Regions from separate parts of the Zea mays genome. Here region 2 is linked to region 1. The links are chromatin contacts, called in public Hi-C maps. All regions are on one chromosome and are shown on one strand. Each heading gives the region's core, a stretch centred on a gene start, on an enhancer-like site or on the middle of the called end of the contact. The rest is flanking DNA. Distances are from core to core; before and after follow the strand shown. Region 1 holds the start of LOC103648785 (triacylglycerol lipase 2). Region 2 holds the start of LOC100192537 (UPF0497 membrane protein 7).

Region 1 (7,040 bases), core at 2,191-4,690:
CAGTCACGAGAGCGACGGGCGGGGGTGACGCCATGGAATCGATGTGGGTGGGGACACCGCTGGTAGGAGAAGCGCAACGGCGCGAGGAGCGCGGAGGGGAGGGGCGCAGCTCTGCTGCACGGACTCCGGGGCGTGGGGAAGGAGCGGCGCACGGGCGGCGCGGCAAGGCAGGGGCGCAGGGCGGCCGGCTCGGCGGGTGGCGCGCCCGGCACCGGCGCCAGAGCAGGGAGCCGCGGGTGGTGGGGAGAGGAGGAAGGCCGGCGGCTGAGGGGGCCGGCAGGGGAGGAGAGGCGGCTGGACGCCGGCCGACGGTGAAGGGGAAGAAGCTAGCCGGGGCGGATCCGGCGGCGCTGGCGCGGAAGGAGACAAGACGCGCGCGGCCCCGGCGGCTGGAGGAGACGGCGCAGGTGTGCGGTCCGGTGGGAGCAGAGGGAGACGGCGGCGAGGGTCCACGGCGCGCAGGTGGCGGATGGCCACGCCCACCTCGCCGGCCGCGGACAGGGGCCGGCCCGGGATCGAGAACGTCAGGCGGTGCTTCTTGGCCACGCCCACCTCGCCGGCTGCTGGGAACGAGGAGCTGCTGGCAGCACGGCGGGTCGGCGCTCGGGCGTCGAAGGGGCGCGGCAGCGGAGGCTCCTGGGAACGCCAGGCGAGCGCGGCAGGAACGCCAGGCGGGCGCTCGGGCGTAGGGCCGGGCGCGGCAGGATCCGGCGGCGGCTTCTGGGAGGGGAGGGGCGGCACTGGAGCGGGGGTGGGCGCACCCGACGGCGCACCAGGGAGGGGTGGCGGCTGGCGGCCGGCGTTGGGAGGGAAAGGGGGGCCGGCGGCTGGAGCCGGCGGCGGCTGGGAGGGAGACCGATCGGCTGTGGCCGGCGGCTGGAAAAAAAAACAGAGAAACCCTAAACCTAGCCCTCTGATACCATGTGAGAATAGGAACCCATGCCCCTAACCAGGGATGGGGAGTAGTATTAATAGACTTAGTAACTGGGCCAGGCCCATTACAGTGAGGGGTGAGACGGTAATTACATGGGGAATACCCCAAACCCTAGAATCCTAGACGGGTAGTCTAACAAGATAGTGTCTACTGTCTAGTTTTATAACTAATTTGGGAATGGCTATATAAGCTGCTGCGCGTCTCCAACTATTTTGACCCATGTAGGATCGCAGTTAGTTTGAATTTTGTTTTGGAAAATTAGATGGCATAAATCCTCGATGATCACCATATTCAACATCTTGATATATATATTTCTCTAATATTATAACATATAGTTATGCTCATTTTCGTATGTCAGGTGATTAATTAACAACGCTACAATCGAGCTATTAATTGACAAGTATCATTTGTCCTGGAGCTTGAAGAAGGCCATGAGGGGCGCATACACCCTCTCCCTCGCGTTGGCAGCCATGACAAAGTCGGCGTGCGCGTAGTCGTCCACGTACTGGACCGTGAGCTTGTCGCCGTGGTGCGACTTGAGGACCTGGAGCAGGTGGCTCACGTCCTGCGGGTCCGACAGGGTGTCCCTGCCTCCGTAGCCGAGGAAGAGCGGGAAGTCGTCGGGGATCGCCGAGAGGTCGTACGCCGGCGGCGTCGCCTGCCCATAGTGCTTCGTGTTGTCCGCGGCGTTGCCGTAGTCGTACTTGGCAAGCGTTCCTCGTCGGATCACTACCGGTTCAGTTGAGAGAGAGATGGTTTAATTCGGTGAGTGAATTAAAGGGCACGTGATTATATATATGTACATGTTCCTTAGTAGCCTCGGAGCCAGCGAGGGAAGACTTTACTTTGAGCCAGATGGACCATGTTCTTGGTCGCGGAAGCCTGTGGCTCATGGGCAAGGAAGACCTGAACGGAGGAGTTGTCGAGGCAGCAGTTGTCACCTGCATGCGCCAGCAAAGCTCCGTGGGAGGTAAAATCCAAAGGAAACAAAGTGAAGAACGATAATTAATTGCAAATAATCCTTTACTAGTGTACCTGTGAACACTGACATCAGACTGTAGCAATCGATCCCTGGCTGCGAGCATATGTCAGTCAGTAGCTTGTGCACAGGTTCCCTGCATGCATGCACGCGACATTTTTTTTGTTTCCTTACTCCATTAATCACTGCTTTTGTACAAAAGCGCTAGCACGTAAACGTAACATATGGAGAGACGATCATCAGGTGGAACCAGAGCGTGAGAAAAAGATTTTTTTTAAAAAAAAAAGGAAAGAAAATTACCCTGTCGGGTCGAACTCATCCAGCCCGAGCCAGTACATAGCCTGAAATAAACAAGTTAGTATCATTATATTATTATTTATAAGTTACTCCATTAATCACTGCTTCTGTATGCCGATTTTGGTATGCCGGTTTTGGAGCCGGCCGGTCGTGCTGTTTGTTTGGTTTGTTTTTGTTTTACCTCCGCAAGGAAGACGTCTGCGCCGGCCAGCGCGAGCGGCGACGTGACCTTGTCAAGGTAGGCGATGGGGCTGAGCAGTCCGGCGGACCTGAGCATCCCCAGCTGCTGGCGCTGGCTGAGCGCCGCGAACGCGATGAGGGTCCCCAGCGAGTGGCCGACGTAGTGCATCCTCTGCTGTCCCGACTGCGCGTACACGTACTGCACCACCGCCGACAGGTCGTTGCTGGCCAGCTCGTCCCACGACCAGTCCCAGTACGCCTGAACACGTGCGCGACAGCGAAGAATGCAAGTTACATGCATGAATCGAAATCGAAGCGATCGGGCACGGGCACGGACACGGGCGGGAAAATCGAACCGGGTCGCTGGAGGACAGCGTGGTGTGGCCGCGGCTGTAGACGGTGCCCCGGGTGTTGGCGATCCACACGTCGTAGCCGCCGTCCGCCAGGATGTAGCCCAGGGACTCGTCCGGGGAGCTCATCAGCCACGTCACGCCGTCCTGCGGTGCGGCCACGCCAGACAATTTAGTGGCTGAAATCAGTGTGTAGATTAGCGATGGCTTGATGGAGTAGTACAGTGGAGTATATACTTTACCATGAGGAGGCCGTGCTGGAGCAGCACCGGGATCTTACTGCCGGCCGCCGATTGGCCGGAGCCGCGGCCGCGGCCGCCGGGTATCCGCTGCAAGCTCAGGATGTACCCGTCCGCGGTGGTCACCTACGCTACGCATTAACAGACACTCACTCAATGTACTACTGTACTGGTTGGTAATCTAGCTAGCTGTCCCCTGATCGAGAAGTAGTAACTATTAATCAATCTTCTGGCAAGAACCGTGTGACGGACGTCATTGTTTTGTCTTTTAATACGTACGGTGTGTTCCTCGCACTTGTACCCGAACGGCTCCAGCCTGGACAGGCACGTGCCGTTGTTGGCCGCCGCGCGTGCCGCCTGCGGAGCCGGCCGCACTGCCGTTGCTGCTGCTCCCAAGCTGAGCAGAACCACCAGCAGGCTTGCCACAGCGCTGCTGTTGCGCCTTCTTCCTCCTGGCGTCATCGTCGCCGGTGAAAATTAGAGACCCACTCGATAACTGTTTTAGCGGCAAATACGTCTAGCTATATGGTTCTTTCGACGGATGATGGTTGGAAAATTCCGCATCATGTGTGCTCGTCTTTTATACTGCTTCGGCTAATCATGATTTGACAATGTCATTTTCACCTCGATCGGATTAACGCCGCCGGCAGGCGGGGGCGTGCGTGCGTGCACTTCTGTTCCACGTCGATAGGCAACGGTAGTGCGCTATTAAATTACTATACTACTAGTCTACAAATGCAGTGCAGTGTGAATTAGTTTGAACTGGAGCGAAGCCATTCTATTGTTTTTTGTTTAATTTAATCCTGTTTTCAGCTGACCGACCTGCGCCTGTGCACTGTGGCTTGCCGTCGTCGTCACTTTGTTGCCGGTGCCGCCAAAAGTGAACCGTAGCTAGCTGACATCGATGATTATTGCAACGGGGGGCGCGCGCAAGAGGCCTACGTACATGGGCGTTTCGATTTCTCTTGCGGTTACGGATGGATCGTCATTATTATATTGCTCACCATCTGTGGTCCGCTCGCACGTACTGGCTTGTGGATCTGGACCATATCGCCTGTAGTTTTCCGTGGAGGTCAGGTTGGTTGGTTGTTTGGCCAAGGCGTCGCGCGTGATGTGTACGTACTACGACGTACGTGTCGACGACGGGGCCGGTTCACACGCTCGTCACTGCAGGACGAGACGTCGACGACGTGATCTGCACGCACAAGAGACCACAACAAACAGATAGCCATCGTGCATGCGCGCCCGCGTGAACAACTTCACTGCTTTGTCCTATGTGCTATGGCCCGATCGTTTCAGGTGGTGTGTGTATGATATCTCATGTTAGCTAGCTAGTCTCGTGTTTGGTTGGCAAGCGATCAGGGGCAGCTATGGCAGGGTCATCTAATATTCTGTGAACATCTGGTCCATGAACTTGTTTGCGTGAAAAACGACACGCCGGCAGGAGTGGAGTGTCAAGTGTGAGCGCCAAGCTCGATCCGGCGTACGTAGTTGTCACGTGGGCGCGCGAGTGCAAGCCTGCAAGGTCCAGCTTTAGCTAGCTCGCTGCCGTACGCGTGAGGGCCAACGTCGTCTGGGGGACCTCCAGCCCAGCCACCATATGCCCACAAGATCCGCCCGTCACCATGTGAGTGAGCTCACGAGGGAGCAGGGCCGCTTCTATTTTGGGAACCTGAGCAAAAATAGAGGCTACTTCTATCTCTCTCTCTCTCTATATATAGCCTTAAAATATATAATTCAAAATATTTTTCGATGCAACAAAAATATTTTTATTGAGTGCAATAAATTTTTTAATGTCTATAAAATCGTCAATATGATTTATATAGTCCTAATAAACACTTATTTGTGCTTTATATCAAGCTAAAACGTTTCTATTAACAGACTCATATATAAAAAATCATCCTTTTAATCTTTATATAGAGTAAAACTTGTTGCATGCGCAAAGCCTCCCACTCGTATCTAGTGGCGGAGCTCTATAAAATTAATGACCCGGGCCACTCTATAAAACTTGAAGGTTACTTTAAACAGCCCCTAATATATTGTGCGGATAAATATACCGCTAAAACAAAATATACCACAAACATAGACTAAGATAGTATTTACTTCAATTCAACATCTAAAAATACAATAAACTTAATTAAAAATATAAAAAATACCTAATTAGAGACGATTTGGTCCTTCCCCGCCTCTAATAACTTTATCAACATTAGCACGTGAATTTGAACCTACACATTGCAACTTAAATATTTGTATAAAATGAGAGATACAACATGACAATATAACTAATGAATACAAAAATGTATAAGTGAGTATAAAAATATATCACTTGAACTTTGGTGAAGATAGCTTTTTCATTCGACTCTTCAATTCTTGAAAATAGTATAAAATATCATCACTTTGAATACTTGCAAAGATATTTCTTTCACAATCTAATATTTAGCTCGTTGTTCATAGTGAGTTGTGAGTCGCATCGGCCGCCCCACGACGACCATTTGACCATTTCGGTCCCAATGCTGCCATGTTGCAACCCCGACCGTTCAATGTGTGCGTAGTAAAGGACAGAAAAAATGAAAAAAAGGCTAACGGATGGGCCCTAGGTATCAAGTGACTGATCCTGATCCCTCTTTCGACGTCCTGAAATCAAATAAAAATAATTTCATCTCATTACTTCTCGAATAGTAAATAGAATTGTCCCGTCCCTGAAAGCTCAGATTCCATGTCGCCTGCTAAACAAATGTTATTTTTAAATTTTGATGCCTTCTCTAAGAGAGGTCGATGTTGAGATGAATGCTATCAAGTGGGATGTCCTGATCAGGGTGTTTGGTTTATATGGACTAATTTTTAGTCTCTCCATTTTATTTTATTTTCGTTTCTAAATTACCAAATTTAGAAACTGATTTAGTTTTTAAAGTTAACAATTTAGGGACTAAAATAGAATAAAATAAAGGAACTAAAAATTAGTTCCTAGAAACCAAACACCCTATTGGTCACTTGTTTTCGATTACTACATGACATAAAAAACAAGTCAACAAAAGTTAAGAATATGAACCTAGTAATAGCTTGAAGACGAAGATTCTCAAGAGGAAATGTGAACAAAAGAATATTAAATGTTAATAAGCAACGAAGTACAAGACTCATCTCTTATGCCTTAGCATTTTTATTCCATTTCTCTTCGTATTAAACAAGTTTACAAATATACCTTCAGCTTCTCTACGCAAGATAGCTCGAAGATACTTCGAAGGCTAATCAAGACGAAGCTAAGGCGCTTGAAAAGGTGAATTTTATGTAGGACACTATTTACCTATTTATAGAAAAGATGAACAACTTCGTAGGAAATTACAAACATGCCCATAAAGTTTACACACATGATTTACAAACGATGTAGTGACATCGTCGTCTTTTCTCTTTCTTTATTCCTTTACAAGTCTTAGACTTCTTCCCCTTCGTCACTTTGCGCATGAAGTCTTCTTCATGTCGAGGGCCGAGGCCAATGACTTCGGCTCGCACCTTCTCCACTTATGTCATTTGGATGAAGCTTCTTTACACACCACTTCGGTCGAAAGCTAGCTTTGTCTGCCCTTAGCTTATATACATGAAACATATTTGTTCATGTCGAAGTAAAAGTATTCTAGGGATCTTCGACAGAGTAGGCCCCAATAGTAGCCCCTTGCGGAATAAGTTCGTTTCTTCATAACGAGCTTAGATCGCAAAAAAGACAAAATTGGGAGGCCTTGTACCGAATGTTTGAAAAACACCTTCCCGAAGCTCGTTATGGAGAAGGTAGAATAATTCGGTAAAAAGATCTACACTGGCAGTTGGACAAACGGTGTAGGCGATGCGTGTGAACTTTTTTCGTGACCCGTGCCTCTGCACGCCCATTCCTTAGTATAAAAGCGGTGGAGCGGGTGAAGATGGGCCACATTTTATTGCCCTAACCCACGTGCTGCCACAATTTTTTGTGCCTCCTATGATTTTCGGCTACTACCACATGGAAAACAGCTTCGACACAATCCCCTTAGATGGCTAGGATTCGCTCGACTGCTAAGCTAGTCATACCTACT
Region 2 (7,040 bases), core at 1,223-3,722, 240 kb after region 1:
ACAGACAAAGCAACCTCCCTTTCCCTTGTTATTGTTGTTCTTCTTTTTAAACTGTGCTGTATGAACAGGCTTATTTGCATTCTCTTGTTTGTTCTGGCTTTTCTTCTTGTTAAACTTGCGGAAGTTTCTCTTCTGCACCACATTAGCAGTAGAGGTCTCAACACCTTTTCCACTGTCCTTTGTTCTAGCCCTTTTCTCAACATCAAGAGTACCAATGAGCTCTTCCACATTGAACTCTTGTCTCTTATGTTTGAGAGAGGTAGCAAAGTCCTTCCAAGAAGGTGGTAACTTGGCGATTATACCGCCAGCCACAAACTTGTCAGGCAAAGGACAAGGAAAAAGTTCGAGTTCCTTAGCTAGTGCCTGAAACTCATGAGCCTGTTCCACTACAGATCGGTTCTCAACCATCTTGTAGTCATACAGCTGCTCCATGAGATACAGCTCGCTACCAGCGTCAGTTACTCCAAACTTTCCGACAAGTGCATCCCACAGCTCTTTCCCTGTGGGAAGGATGATATAGCTTTTCTGGAATTTTGTATCCAGTGCGCTAATTACTGCTCCTCGAAAGAGGTTGTCTTCAGCCTTAAACTTAGCCTCATCCTCAGGAGGTAAGTTGGCAGGCTTGCCCTCAGCGGCATGAAAACAAGACATTGCAGTTAGCCACAATTCCATCTTAGCCTTCCATATCAAGAAGTTTTTACCATCGAAAGGATCAGGCTTTAGCACAGCAGCAAAACCTCTGATAGAAAAATGCCTAACATTAGGTTTTTGGATTGTTAGAATTATAGGCATTTTCCGTATTATTTTAATTCCATAAATCAACATTATGATGATGACATATAACAAATAATTAACCATAGAAATTATGATCTCAAATTGATCCATACCAGTATGAATCAAGAGAACATAGAGCATGTGAATTATATAAATCATATAAATACGATAAACATGTATACTGACTGAACAAATGAAAGTAAACAAATAGAAACATAAATAGCATGACTGTAAAATTAAAACAGACAGATCTATCATATTATAATAAGACAGAACAGATAAGATAAAATCATTCGTAAATATGAAACAGCATAGATGAAAATATGAAACATATATAATCTCCAGAACACAAAACAGTAAGTAAATAAACTGATCATACCCTCCTATGCGCTCTGATGATCCAGATCCTTGGCCAGCTTCCTTTGTCATGTTGAAGATGTTTTGGACAGTCGCGTAGACGCTCCCCAAAAACCTAATTGTCGATCCCCCGTGCAAGGTCTCGAACGGCACTGGCTTCGGAGGCACCTGCCCTCTCGCCTCTCTGTGCGCGCAGAGCCACGAGATGGAAATACCCTCACTCGGCGGCTGAACTGTGATTCTAAAAGTGTTTCTCGCGTGTACCGAGTGACAGGGGTGCTCCTCTATTTAACCTCTCGCAGAGGGAAGCTGAAGGAGAAAGGTCGCCGAGTCACGCCGAGAGTCGGCCAGCTCTAGGAGAAAGGTCGCCGAGTCACGCCAAGAGTCGGCCAGCTCTAGCCGAGTTATGCCATGAGTCGGCCAGCTCTCGCCGAGTCACGCCATGAGTCGGCAGCTGAAGGAGAAGGGTCACTCGGCTGGCTGGCGAAGAGACAGGGTCACTCGGCAGACGAAGAGACAGAGTCACTCGGTTGACGTACGCGGTTAGTGAGTGCTAAAAATTAACACAACCACACCACGCCCGCGCCCGCTCGCCTGCCTGCCACGCCCGGCCGGCCGGCCGCGGCGGCGGCGCGCGCGCGCGTGTGGCACGCCCTTGTCCATTTCTTGACTTCTCAAGTTAAATGCAATAAATCCCACCATATAAGTCAAGGCAAAAGACTCTTGGCCTTCCAATGTGGTACTATTGGTATTCTCCACCATTACACACCATAGAGTTTATTCAATAAATAAGCCAAATCCATAAAAGATCCAACAGCCAGTCTGGTTGGAAGCGTGCGTTGAATGGTAGAAGTTCGAAAATGTGTTTATTAGGGAAAACAGGAGAAATTATACCATAATTAGTTACTCCATGGTATTCTTAATTATGTCTAGAACGGCTTGTTTTTTGTGTGTAGAGAACGGTGCAAATTTGGAAATACACAGATGCAACGAGCACAAGTTACTACACAGAATGGCCGTTTCCCAGCAGGCCCAGGCGTCCCGAGGCGACCACGCGACACATCACAGCCGCGCACGTCGCGGGCATGCGCTACACGCGGCCGCGGATTAATGCCGACGGCTAGACGCGACGCACGCACGGCGTGGCCGGGCGCTGTGCCACCAATAGCCGGGGCTGCATAGGGATCAACGGAATCAATCCATCCATCGCCCCCATACGGCACTGCTACCGCGCGCGACATTAACTCCGCGCATTCAAGTCTCCCACTGCGCTCCAACTACCTCACCTCACCCCTCCCCATAAATGCACTGTATCACCCCTGCCTTCCTGCTAGTTCTCCAGAGAGAGCCGGGAGAACTTGGCTGTCTGCCCTGTCTGCAAGTACCTCGTCTTCTTCCTGGAGAGAAAAAGCAGAAGACAATACAAAGATGTCCAAGATGGCGGAGGAGAAGGCGGCGGCAGTGGGCGGACTCGGAGGAGCCGGGGCGGCGGACGCGGCGCAGCAGCAGCAGCTGGCAGCAGGGGAGGCCGCGGCGGCGCGGGTGCGGCCCGTGGAGACGCTGCTTCGCGCGGCACCGCTGGGGCTCTGCGTGGCCGCCATGACCGTCATGCTCCGTAACCAGCAGAGCAACGAGTACGGCGCCGTCGCCTACTCCGACCTGGGAGGCTTCAAGTACCTCGTCTACGCCAACGGCCTCTGCGCTGCCTACTCGCTGGTATCCGCGTTCTACACTGCCGTGCCGAGGCCTGCCACCGTGTCGCGCTCCTGGCTCGTCTTCCTCCTCGACCAGGTCGGTTCTTGCCTCCCGTCTCTGCTCTGCTCTACTCACACTTTTTCACACGGTTCTAGTAGCAAGTTGAGAATGCTCCAAAGAATCTTTTTTTTTTCTTTTTCTGCCAACATCACGTGACGAATTTTACGAGTAATATGACGGTACAAAAGTTTATTCTTCATGTGTTCGTTATATTTTTGTTGTTGTGACCTACTCCTACAATAATCAAGGCTGGATTACTTTGATGATGTTGGAGGATCTGTTCGTTCTACAAAACTCATGCGAAACTCGTGACTGAAGAAACAAATTAACACATGGAAAGAAATTAGCTCTGGCAGAGACTGTATGGCAGCTTATGCGTTGGATTTGTTTTATTTCTACATCCATTTTTTTTCTTGCTTCAGTGTTTCAGCAATTAAAAAAATTACATAACTCATATAAAGCAATTATAATATGTCGATCTATATAGTATACATAATTCATAAAGTTACATGATTTATGAAAAATTACATAATACATATCTTAAATAGTTCTTCTGAACTCTTCTGAGCTAGATTATGAAGATACATTTATATAGTATAGTTATAATATATGGTGGTTTAGTATAATTATAATATATGGTGGTTTAGTTTATAGTTTTTGTTATAGAGGTATATCTATGCTTTTAAATGTTTATTTATATTTGGTAGTTCTAGTGATCTAATTGTGAAAAAAGTTTGTGTGGTAGGCCACGTGCTGCATACTTGCATATTTGTGCTATGGTCAAATTTTTTAGTTTTCATAGAATAAGTATGACTTAGTACATGATTTAAATTGGTTGAGGCTTATTAAACAGTGTATAGTTAAAATAAATATGCAAAAAAGAAAAAATGTAACTAAGGCTTAGTAAAAAAATACGTATGTAAAAAAGAAAAAATATGGTTCCGTACAAATATTGATATGTCTTATAAATATTTAACATGACTATGTTATTATAGAAAGACTTTTAGACTTAAACTCACATATTTTATTGTAAAGAAAATTTATTATTCTATTGTTATAACCCGTTAATCTATAGCATGTCATATTTGTAGAGTGGCTATGTTTTGTTAATATCTGTCAACTATATAATTTCTTATCTAAAATGTAATGTTTGTTCTGCCATCAAATATATAATCTATTAAGTGCATGTTTAATCTTGTGTTACCAAAATATAAGTATATGGTTATGTGAGCATATTTGATGCTTGTGCTACTATATATACTTCATAATTATATGTTGCTCAGTTACATTAAGATTTTAGATTATGTATATGTAATCTCGATTAACCAAACAGTTGATGAACCTTATTGCTATAAATGGCTACATTTACAGTTTTGATTAATACATTATGATAAAAAAAAAATTCATGCCAGTGCCACGTATATACGCGGACGTTTTGGTTCTTGTTAGAACCAACCTCTTAAGAGCTTACATGACCGTACTGGTGAAAGCATGAGAGAGTGATCCATGGCATTTTTATTCTGCAGGTGTTCACGTACCTGATCCTGGCGGCGGGCGCAGCGGCGGCGGAGCTGCTGTACCTCGCCTACAACGGTGACAAGGAGGTGACGTGGAGTGAAGCTTGCGGCGTTTTCGGCAGCTTCTGCCGTCAGGCGCGCACCTCCGTCGCCATCACCTTCGGCACCGTCCTCTGTTTCATCCTCCTGTCCCTCATCTCCTCGTACCGCCTTTTCAGCGCCTACGAGGCGCCCCCGTCGTCGGCGCTCGGCAGCAAGGGCGTCGAGATCGCCGCCTACCCGCGCTGAAGCCGCTGGAGGAAGGCCTCGTTGCAAATCTCTGTTATGCGTAGTCGATCATGTAATAATGGCTTATCGCATATATACTTCGTTGATAGTTTGCTGTCACATATGATTAGTACAGTGCTGCTGCTGCTGCTGCTAAATTGTGCTTGACTGGGTAATTATATAGTTTGCATCGTTCTTGTGTGTGCTGGATGGATTGAGCTTAAAATTCTTACTACAGACGTAGTTTCTGTGCAGCATGACAACATCTTCCCATCATCCCGTGGAAAGAAATCTAGTGGATGTTTTTTTGTTGAAACAAACAACATAATGAATGTTTGTACCAAACAAACGAGAAATTGTCCGGGTACGAAATTATTGCAAAATTGTTGCTAGTGCCCTCGCACAGTACAGTACCTCGAGAGCACAGTACAGCAGCTCGAGAACTCATATACATGTTCAAATGCAAATGGGCCGGCTCGCTCGAGAACGCATATACATGTTCAAATGGGCCAGCCCGCTCGAGAACGTATATACATGTTCACATGGGCCGGCCCAGCAGTGGGCTCGTGACTCGGCACGATCGTGGACTGTGCTCCCGTGGCCCGGCACGAGCACGATCCAGTCTGACTATAAGTGTGCCCGGGTCGGATCGGCCCGATAGCCTTGCTGGGCTTGGGTCGGCCGTTTGGTTCGCGGTGCAGGCACGGGCTCGGCTCGGTTAAAGAGTAGACACGATAACAACCCGTTTGAGGGGCTGATTTTGTAACGGTTAGTCTGTTTTTAGTTATAATACTAATGATTCTATTATTATATGAGAGCATTCTGAACTGCGATAAGTGTTTATATGTGTATCTGAAATTCTTTGTATAAGTAAGTATCTAAAATTATAAATATAATTAATTAAATCTAAAATAAATTTAAATATTACCTTTAAATTCTGAATTTTGAAGTGTTTTTTTTACGGGTCTAGGCCCGACCCGACACGACAGGCTCACTGTGCCTCCGGCTCGGCATGGCCCGTGTAAGAATAACAGTGTCGGGTCTAGGTCACGTCAACCAGTCTGCGGACCAACCCGATCCGACACGATACTGAATCGTGCCGGGCCCAATCGTGCCGGGCCCAATCGTGTCTGGGCCGGCCCGTTGGACATGTATAGAACGGAGGCTTGGTTTGTATGGTGGCGCGTTAGTGTACATGCATCTGGGCGCGAGCGATTTTTTTTCTTTGGTGCGCCTGTGACGCTTAGCTTGGCTTGTCTTGCATAGGGTGATGATTTGGATGGTGTGCATGAGGCTATTTCCAACTATTCCCATCTCAAATTTCACTATTCTTACTTTCTATTCATATTTAAATACATTTCTCTTAACCATTCTTTTCCTATTTCTTCTTCTCTCCAACCATTCCTACTATTCAACTCCCCCTTAACTATTTAACTAGGTTATTTATCTTTTATACATCTATTTTTTAGAGTTTTAAAAATACAACCATATTTGTACTACCGTAATACACATTGTTATCTGCTAAATAACTCTAGAAGGTTAATTTTATATTGAATACAATCAATTAGTAGAGACGGAGAGATTAGAGTTTCCCCTCTCTGTGGGGGATTTGATCTGCACATCGACGCGAGTGGGGCATCGAGGGGGTGCCGTTGGACGCGCGGCTCCCCCCTCCTAAGGATGGCAGGGGTTGGATTTTGTTCGGGTATAACAATATCTGACCCGAAATTGTACCTGATACTCCTACAAATATTCATACCCATCAAGCCAATCGAGCGAGAAACTGTACCCGCACTCGTGCCCACCGGATATCCACCGAGTATCGAGTACTGTAGACTAAATAACATTTAGTGAGTGTACAATATTTTAGTTTGCACCTAAGCACTAGTGCAACACGAGAATGACTATATTTGGCTAACGTCCATACAGTATCTCAACTCATAATTATCACATCCAATATATTTAAATTTGAGTACAGAGAATAAAAGTTTAATGATTTCATGATAGTTGACAATCATATCATTGTAAATGTCTCATTGGTCTATTGACAATTAACATAACATAAATTAATATTCGTTAATCAACGACACATTCCCCATGATAAATTGATAAATAAAAACAGCATGTAGCACCAGCAACTCGTGGTCGTGTCTGTGCCTATGGTGAAGTAGCAACATGCAGTAAGCTACGATTGTTGTGTATCTTTTTGGATTCATTCTTTTATGGGCCTTATTTAGTGGATATAGCACCTTTAAAGAGGTATATTGATATTTCGGGTATCTATTGGATACCCGTGGGTAAAGTATTTTATTCATATTTGACCCGATGTATTTCGGGTATCCGACCCAATAGGACCCGCGGGTAAGTTTT

Evidence for each region. Hi-C and Micro-C count contacts between places; a contact is called where the count stands out from the background.
Region 2: a Hi-C map of endosperm shows a contact between it and region 1, with 7 times the contacts expected there. The contact joins the promoter of LOC100192537 here to the promoter of LOC103648785 in region 1. A contact is called at or near these places in 4 of 25 Hi-C or Micro-C datasets (ear, endosperm and leaf) and 1 of 3 datasets of contacts at active chromatin or transcription factors (leaf).

What each region holds. Positions count from the first base shown.
Region 1 is chr2:91,019,715-91,026,754 of Zm-B73-REFERENCE-NAM-5.0, forward strand. LOC103648785 (triacylglycerol lipase 2) reads right to left here and starts at 3,441. Exons shown (of 8, transcript XM_035965069.1): 1 at 3,259-3,441; 2 at 2,983-3,105; 3 at 2,747-2,887; 4 at 2,392-2,649; 5 at 2,214-2,254; 6 at 1,970-2,049; 7 at 1,780-1,875; 8 at 1,225-1,663. The coding sequence starts at 3,441. The coding sequence ends at 1,338.
Region 2 is chr2:91,260,368-91,267,407 of Zm-B73-REFERENCE-NAM-5.0, forward strand. LOC100192537 (UPF0497 membrane protein 7) reads left to right here and starts at 2,473. Exons shown (of 2, transcript NM_001137756.1): 1 at 2,473-2,922; 2 at 4,413-4,862. The coding sequence starts at 2,560. The coding sequence ends at 4,691.